Linked DNA regions of Acanthopagrus latus: region 1 is linked to region 2. The links are chromatin contacts, called in public Hi-C maps. All regions are on one chromosome and are shown on one strand. The core of a region is the stretch at or near the end of the contact, and the rest is flanking DNA. Distances in the headings are between cores, read along the strand shown. Region 1 holds the start of pus7l (pseudouridylate synthase 7 homolog-like protein). Region 2 holds the start of pphln1 (periphilin-1).

What was found. Hi-C and Micro-C count contacts between places; a contact is called where the count stands out from the background.
Region 1: a Hi-C map of liver shows a contact between it and region 2, with 5 times the contacts expected there. The contact joins the promoter of pus7l here to the promoter of pphln1 in region 2. A contact is called at or near these places in 3 of 4 Hi-C or Micro-C datasets (liver and muscle).

Annotation. Positions count from the first base shown.
Region 1 is chr14:10,867,374-10,870,073 of fAcaLat1.1, forward strand. pus7l (pseudouridylate synthase 7 homolog-like protein) reads left to right here and starts at 1,406. Exons shown (of 10, transcript XM_037122117.1): 1 at 1,406-1,514.
Region 2 is chr14:10,739,509-10,742,208 of fAcaLat1.1, forward strand. pphln1 (periphilin-1) reads left to right here and starts at 1,268. Exons shown (of 10, transcript XM_037121331.1): 1 at 1,268-1,344; 2 at 1,955-2,017; 3 at 2,431-2,495. The coding sequence starts at 2,017. zcrb1 (zinc finger CCHC-type and RNA-binding motif-containing protein 1) reads right to left here and starts at 1,025. Exons shown (of 7, transcript XM_037121332.1): 1 at 884-1,025; 2 at 732-760; 3 at 420-531; 4 at 184-291; 5 at 1-87. The coding sequence starts at 967.

The DNA.
Region 1 (2,700 bases), core at 156-2,655, 130 kb after region 2:
ACACAGCTTATTTAGTCCTAAAGGTTCAGTGTTCACCAGTGTACATCCACAAAGTCTTTGGCAGACGCGTGTGTTCATTGGCCCGCGTTCGCACATCTGCAGGACATGAAAACACAAAGACACTCTGTGATGTAAAGGATGCTGGTGGGCAGGGAGGACACAGAGTGCAGCAAAAAGCCCTTTACTGGAGGTGCTCGGACCAGTTCTGCTGTCTGGAGATTAATGTTGCGCAACTATATCAACATTGAGCAACCTCTTGGGAAAATGTGGGAACGCTCTAAGACTTAAATGATACAGATGTGAAATGTAGGGTGTTATGAGAAAATGTTGTTGACGTTGATTTGAGAAATGACCCCCACTGCAGTTGACCCTTAAAGATGTCCTTTCAGTGCTGGGACAATGGCCCTTGCACAAAACAGGTCTGTCGATGCACTAGAAAGATATAAACATTTTTTTTTAGTTTGTGCTACATGACTGGTGAAAAAAGAGAGAGAGGGCTGTGGTATTCCTGTTTGCCGTTCGGAAAACTTACGACTACCAGAACGGACTATGCTGCTCCTGACCAATAAAGACACACTGATGGGTGACGTGCTCCAAGCTGGGCGGCGCTTCATATTCACCCGTTTGAAACAGTGGGCAAACAATGGGCCCTATCTTACGCCCAGCAGAAAACGGCGCACAGTGCAACAGACCCTTCCTTTGAGCGGACTGGGGACACCAACCACAGTTTTAATGAAGTGACACCCCCTTTCTGCTTTACAACCAAGTGCTTGAACTGACTTCCTGTCACACCTGCCTCTGCAATGGAGGGACCTAATATGGTGGTCTGTACCACCAGCTCTGTATGTGAGTGGCTTCACTTTGTTCTCAAAGCAAAGCCCTGCACTCTCTCTTGCCTGACCAGACTGGAAGGAGATGGAGAAAAAAGACATAGGTCCAACACTGGCACCATACTTCCTGTATGCTCATCCATAGGCTCGAGCCCTCAGATGCCCAAACGAAGAGAGGTGAGCATCACTACATTGTCTCTGTTTCTCTGAGTGCTATGGTGAACCACCTAGCACTTTACCTCAAACATCCCTGTGTCCAAACCCACTTTGAAGGACTATATCCGTCTTTAGGCTCAAAGTTGGGGAAGGCGATTCTGGAGAGGGATAGTCAATTGTTGAATCTCATTCCCAGGTCAATGAATACTGATGTTTTGGGCCAGTATAAGGCCCAGATTTTAACCCATAATATCTGTATTTGACAACCTGGGACAGCAAATCAACTATCTTTCCCCAGAGTCGCCTTTCCTACCTTTAAGGTAAGAAGTCATAATCTCTTGGACGCTGGTTGATCCCTGTTTTTTCTACGGATGACTGGTTAAGGCAGCTGTCCTGATAATGCTGACTCTGTCTCCTAGGCAACCAAGGCCAATTGATCTGATGCCTTGGACACTTTCAGACAGCCAGTCTCTAGATTGTGTATCCATGTGACGGCAGGATCACACAACGTGACGTAGGACAACGGAGGTAAAAATAGTTTCTTGTTTAGATTCTTGTAGAATCCTTTCATCTGTGTAGATCAGTAAAGAGTAACCTTATTTGGACACCAAGCAAGTCTATGGGGTCTGTCGGGGGTGAAATACTCCCTGTTTAGGAAGTGACCTTCAGAATGGGTCTGGCACTACCCACTCTTCTCATTTGTGTCGCTTATGCCTCCTCCATCTAGCATAAATAAATGATTCAGCATAATACATCCCAGTCTCTTGAGCTGTCTTAAGAAATGAGTTATCCAGCTCCTAAGAATATATTGATGTTTGCTGATTGTATGTGTATGGTTCCAGTCTTTATGCTAAGCTAAACTTACTGGCTGCTCATGGCAAGACAGTCAATCAGCATCAAACTCAACCCCTCACATTTTGATGTTTATGGGAGCTGTGTGTCTGTGTGAAGTATTATACTGTACATTTTGTAATTCAAGTACTTGTGGATAGAAAACGGGAACGAGCACTCTGTTCCATCACTTACTCCCATTGTTTTGGAATACTTTGGCTCCGCTGACACTCCAGCTGTGTGTTAACTGCTGTGGGGGAAAACAAATCTTTTTACAGAAATACACTGACATCATCACTAAAGCATGGTATTTAAGAACCTCATTTGTAAAATAGCAATAAAAGCACTGCAACGTGGTAAAGAAGGTATTTTCCCTTCCTTAAAATTTAAAGCAGATGTAAGTCCTACCCCAGTCCCAGGCGGGGACAATTTCAGGGCCCTTGTCCAGAGCAGCTGAGACGCAGCAGCATCAGTATTAAAAACATACCACTTGGAGGATCATCTTGCAGTTTTCTCCCTCTAAGGAAGTTGTAACTCATCTGTGTCTATGATAAGAGCTGAGAAATAGTGCATGTGTTTACATATGTTGCTCCAAATTCCTCAGACAAGTAGTCAGTCTGTCAATCTGTCAGTCTGTATCTGTTACCACCAGCAAAAGTGTACATGTTTGTGCCCTTCACATGATTTATGTCATAAGATAAGGTAAAAGATGTCAAAATGTGCCTGTTGTGAAGAGCGAGAAATGCTCCTTTAACTCCCTTTTAATAGTACTCTTCAGGCGGAAAGGAAGAAGAGTTTTTGGGCAACACACAAGAGTGCAGGGAGTGTGTGTGTGTGTGTGTGTGTGTGTGTGTGTGTGTGTGTGTGTGTGTACTGTTTCCCA
Region 2 (2,700 bases), core at 18-2,517:
TTTCTTTTTTTTCTTTTCCTTCTTCTTCGGAGGTTCCCTCTCACCCAGCATGTTTTTGGGGCATGCGTAGCTCAGATGACCTGTGTCCTGAGATGTGAAAAAAAAAAGAAAGATTATGCAGGCAATTTAAAATAAAATGTAACAAAATCACACGACAAACAAAAATGATGAATATGCACTGACCCCACATTCGTAACATTTAGTTTTGTCTACATAATCCCGTCTCCTTATGAACTCAGTCGCTCGCCCGTTGTCGACAGCAATGCTCGCCTTCAGTGTCCTGCCGAACAACTGGGATACAAACACAATCACAAGAAACACACAAGTATGGCAAGTGAACATCCATTATGAGAAATGGCAATGACAAGCAGCCTGCAGCTTATGGGAAGACAAGTGATCTGAATGTGACGCAGACGCACCTGCTTGTTGTTCACGGCCCTGACACAGTTATGAGCCGATTCTCTGTCGAGGAAGAGAACAAACGCCACTCCTTTACTCTGGCGAGTGTCTTTATCTTTCACGATTGTAACCCTGGAATGAGACAGTTGTTATAATTATTACATATTTAAAACCTATGTTAAAAAAAAAACACACACAAAAAAAACTACTATGTTACTACAGAGCCTTTCACTGGTTGTTGAGAGTTATGTGTTCCTTATGTGGTTAGTTTGTTTGGTTTACACATTGCTGTATAAAATATATTTTAAAAATGATGACAGAACCTTACTTACTTTACAACTTTTCCATATTTTGTGAATAGCTGAAATTGGGGAAAGAGTTTAGTTTCATTAAGGAAGTTGCGTACATTTAGAGACAATAGTGAAACCATTCTCCCATGACACTGACAAACACTAGCATAAATAATTATAAAGGGCTCACTTACCTTGTGTAGGTCATTGTTGGTAAGAGAGAATGGCAGGTTGGACACATAAACGGTGCTTTTGCTTGGCGCCAAACCTCCGCTCATACTGAACGCATCCGACAAAAACTATAAACCCAAAACTAAGACAGCCATATGAGCATAAGATATGTCTAATGCATAGCTAGCTGCTTTGCTAGCTCTGTTAGTCCACTCGGCTTAGTAGTTTATGTATCGGTAACTTTGTAGACTTTAACGTTACTTAAAGCACCAAATGACTTACCAACACAGCCTACAGCGTTTGAGTAATAACTAAATGTGTCTAAAACTGCAGAAATGTGTGTGTTCGCAAGCAGCTAGCAAACAGCAACAAACGCCATTGCCGTGCGTCGCAGCTTGATGACGTGACACACTCCTCATCCAATAATACAGCCTTTGTACATGTAGCTAACGGAAAGGCTAGGCTAACTAAACGATAGGAGAAGGTAAGCCTGCTTTGCTAACTTGTGTGGAATAAATTGCCGATTCTGTGGGCTGTTTTGCACACATTCATGTATACGATGGCATATTCCGCCGTAAATATTCATACACCATTTTTGTGTGTAAGTATTGTTGAGTTAACTGGCCCTCAGATGAAATAAAACGTGCGGGTGTTTGCAGCATATATGGAGGCTAGCTAATTAGCAACGCTAGCTGTCCTTTCTACTTGGACCTGCAGTAGTAGGTAAATTAACAGTCAGAGAAAATATTAATTGGGTTTTTGTAACGTACCGGGTAGGTGGTTATTGGGTGGGTGCTGTCAAGCTGGTGCTATGTTGAATTTGGGGTCGTTGGTCAAATGGGCCAGTCTGTTCTGCAGAGAAACATCAGCCGGCTCATGTTGTTTGATTACATCACAGAGTGCTCTCTCTCTTACCTTATTTCACACTGTGTTGTATTTGTGGCAAAACAGAGGTTTTAGTTTTCATTATAACTCACAAAACATAGGTCTTACCTGTTGTCTTTCATGAGCTTGATTATGAAAGACCAAAACAGTTGCTTGATATAAAATCTAAGTGTCTGAACTCTGTCTGTGTTACTGAAATCTTTTTACAGATAGTGTTGAAGATCTTGTTTTCACAATATCACCCTGATTCACAGAAGTTCCTGTGTCCAACAGTAAGTTAGTGCCTTTTGTTATGGATTACATTCATTCGTCATCACGTTGTTTGACACCAAACAAGAGAACTGCTCCTACTGTTTAAATTGATCTGAAATTAAAGATGTGGATTGCAACATTTCTCAAGTCGCATATACAAAATTTGGACGATATTCAGAGCATTTTGTATATTGTAAACAGTATATTTGTAAGAGCAGTCTCAGTGTTGCAGCTTTTCCAGACTAAGGAAGAGAACCTAAAATGCTTTCCCATAAATAGACAAACATAAACTTTTCCAGTTCCCACAGTTGTCATCAAAATAGATATAAACTACAGTTGACACTTCTAATAAGTACAGACTAGTTTTCAGTATTTATTTTGTGGAACCACCCTTACGCAGTTACTTGTATCTTTCACTTTTTGCCTTTCACAGTGACATACAGGAGAGACAGGAGTATACGAGAGATGTATGATGAACGCTTTATAACAGAGAGACCGGTAAGTGTATATGAAGTGATTTCACTGTTTATTTTCCTCTCGTCATTTTAGACCTTGTTTTATCACAATCAAAGGTATGCACATGTAAACATAAGGAGGAAAACTGTCTAGTCTAAACTAGCCTTCTGTATCTGAACAATGTTGCTTCCACCAAGAGATCTAATTCCACATCAGGTCCAGCAGTCTTTAGCTAACAGGTTTCCTA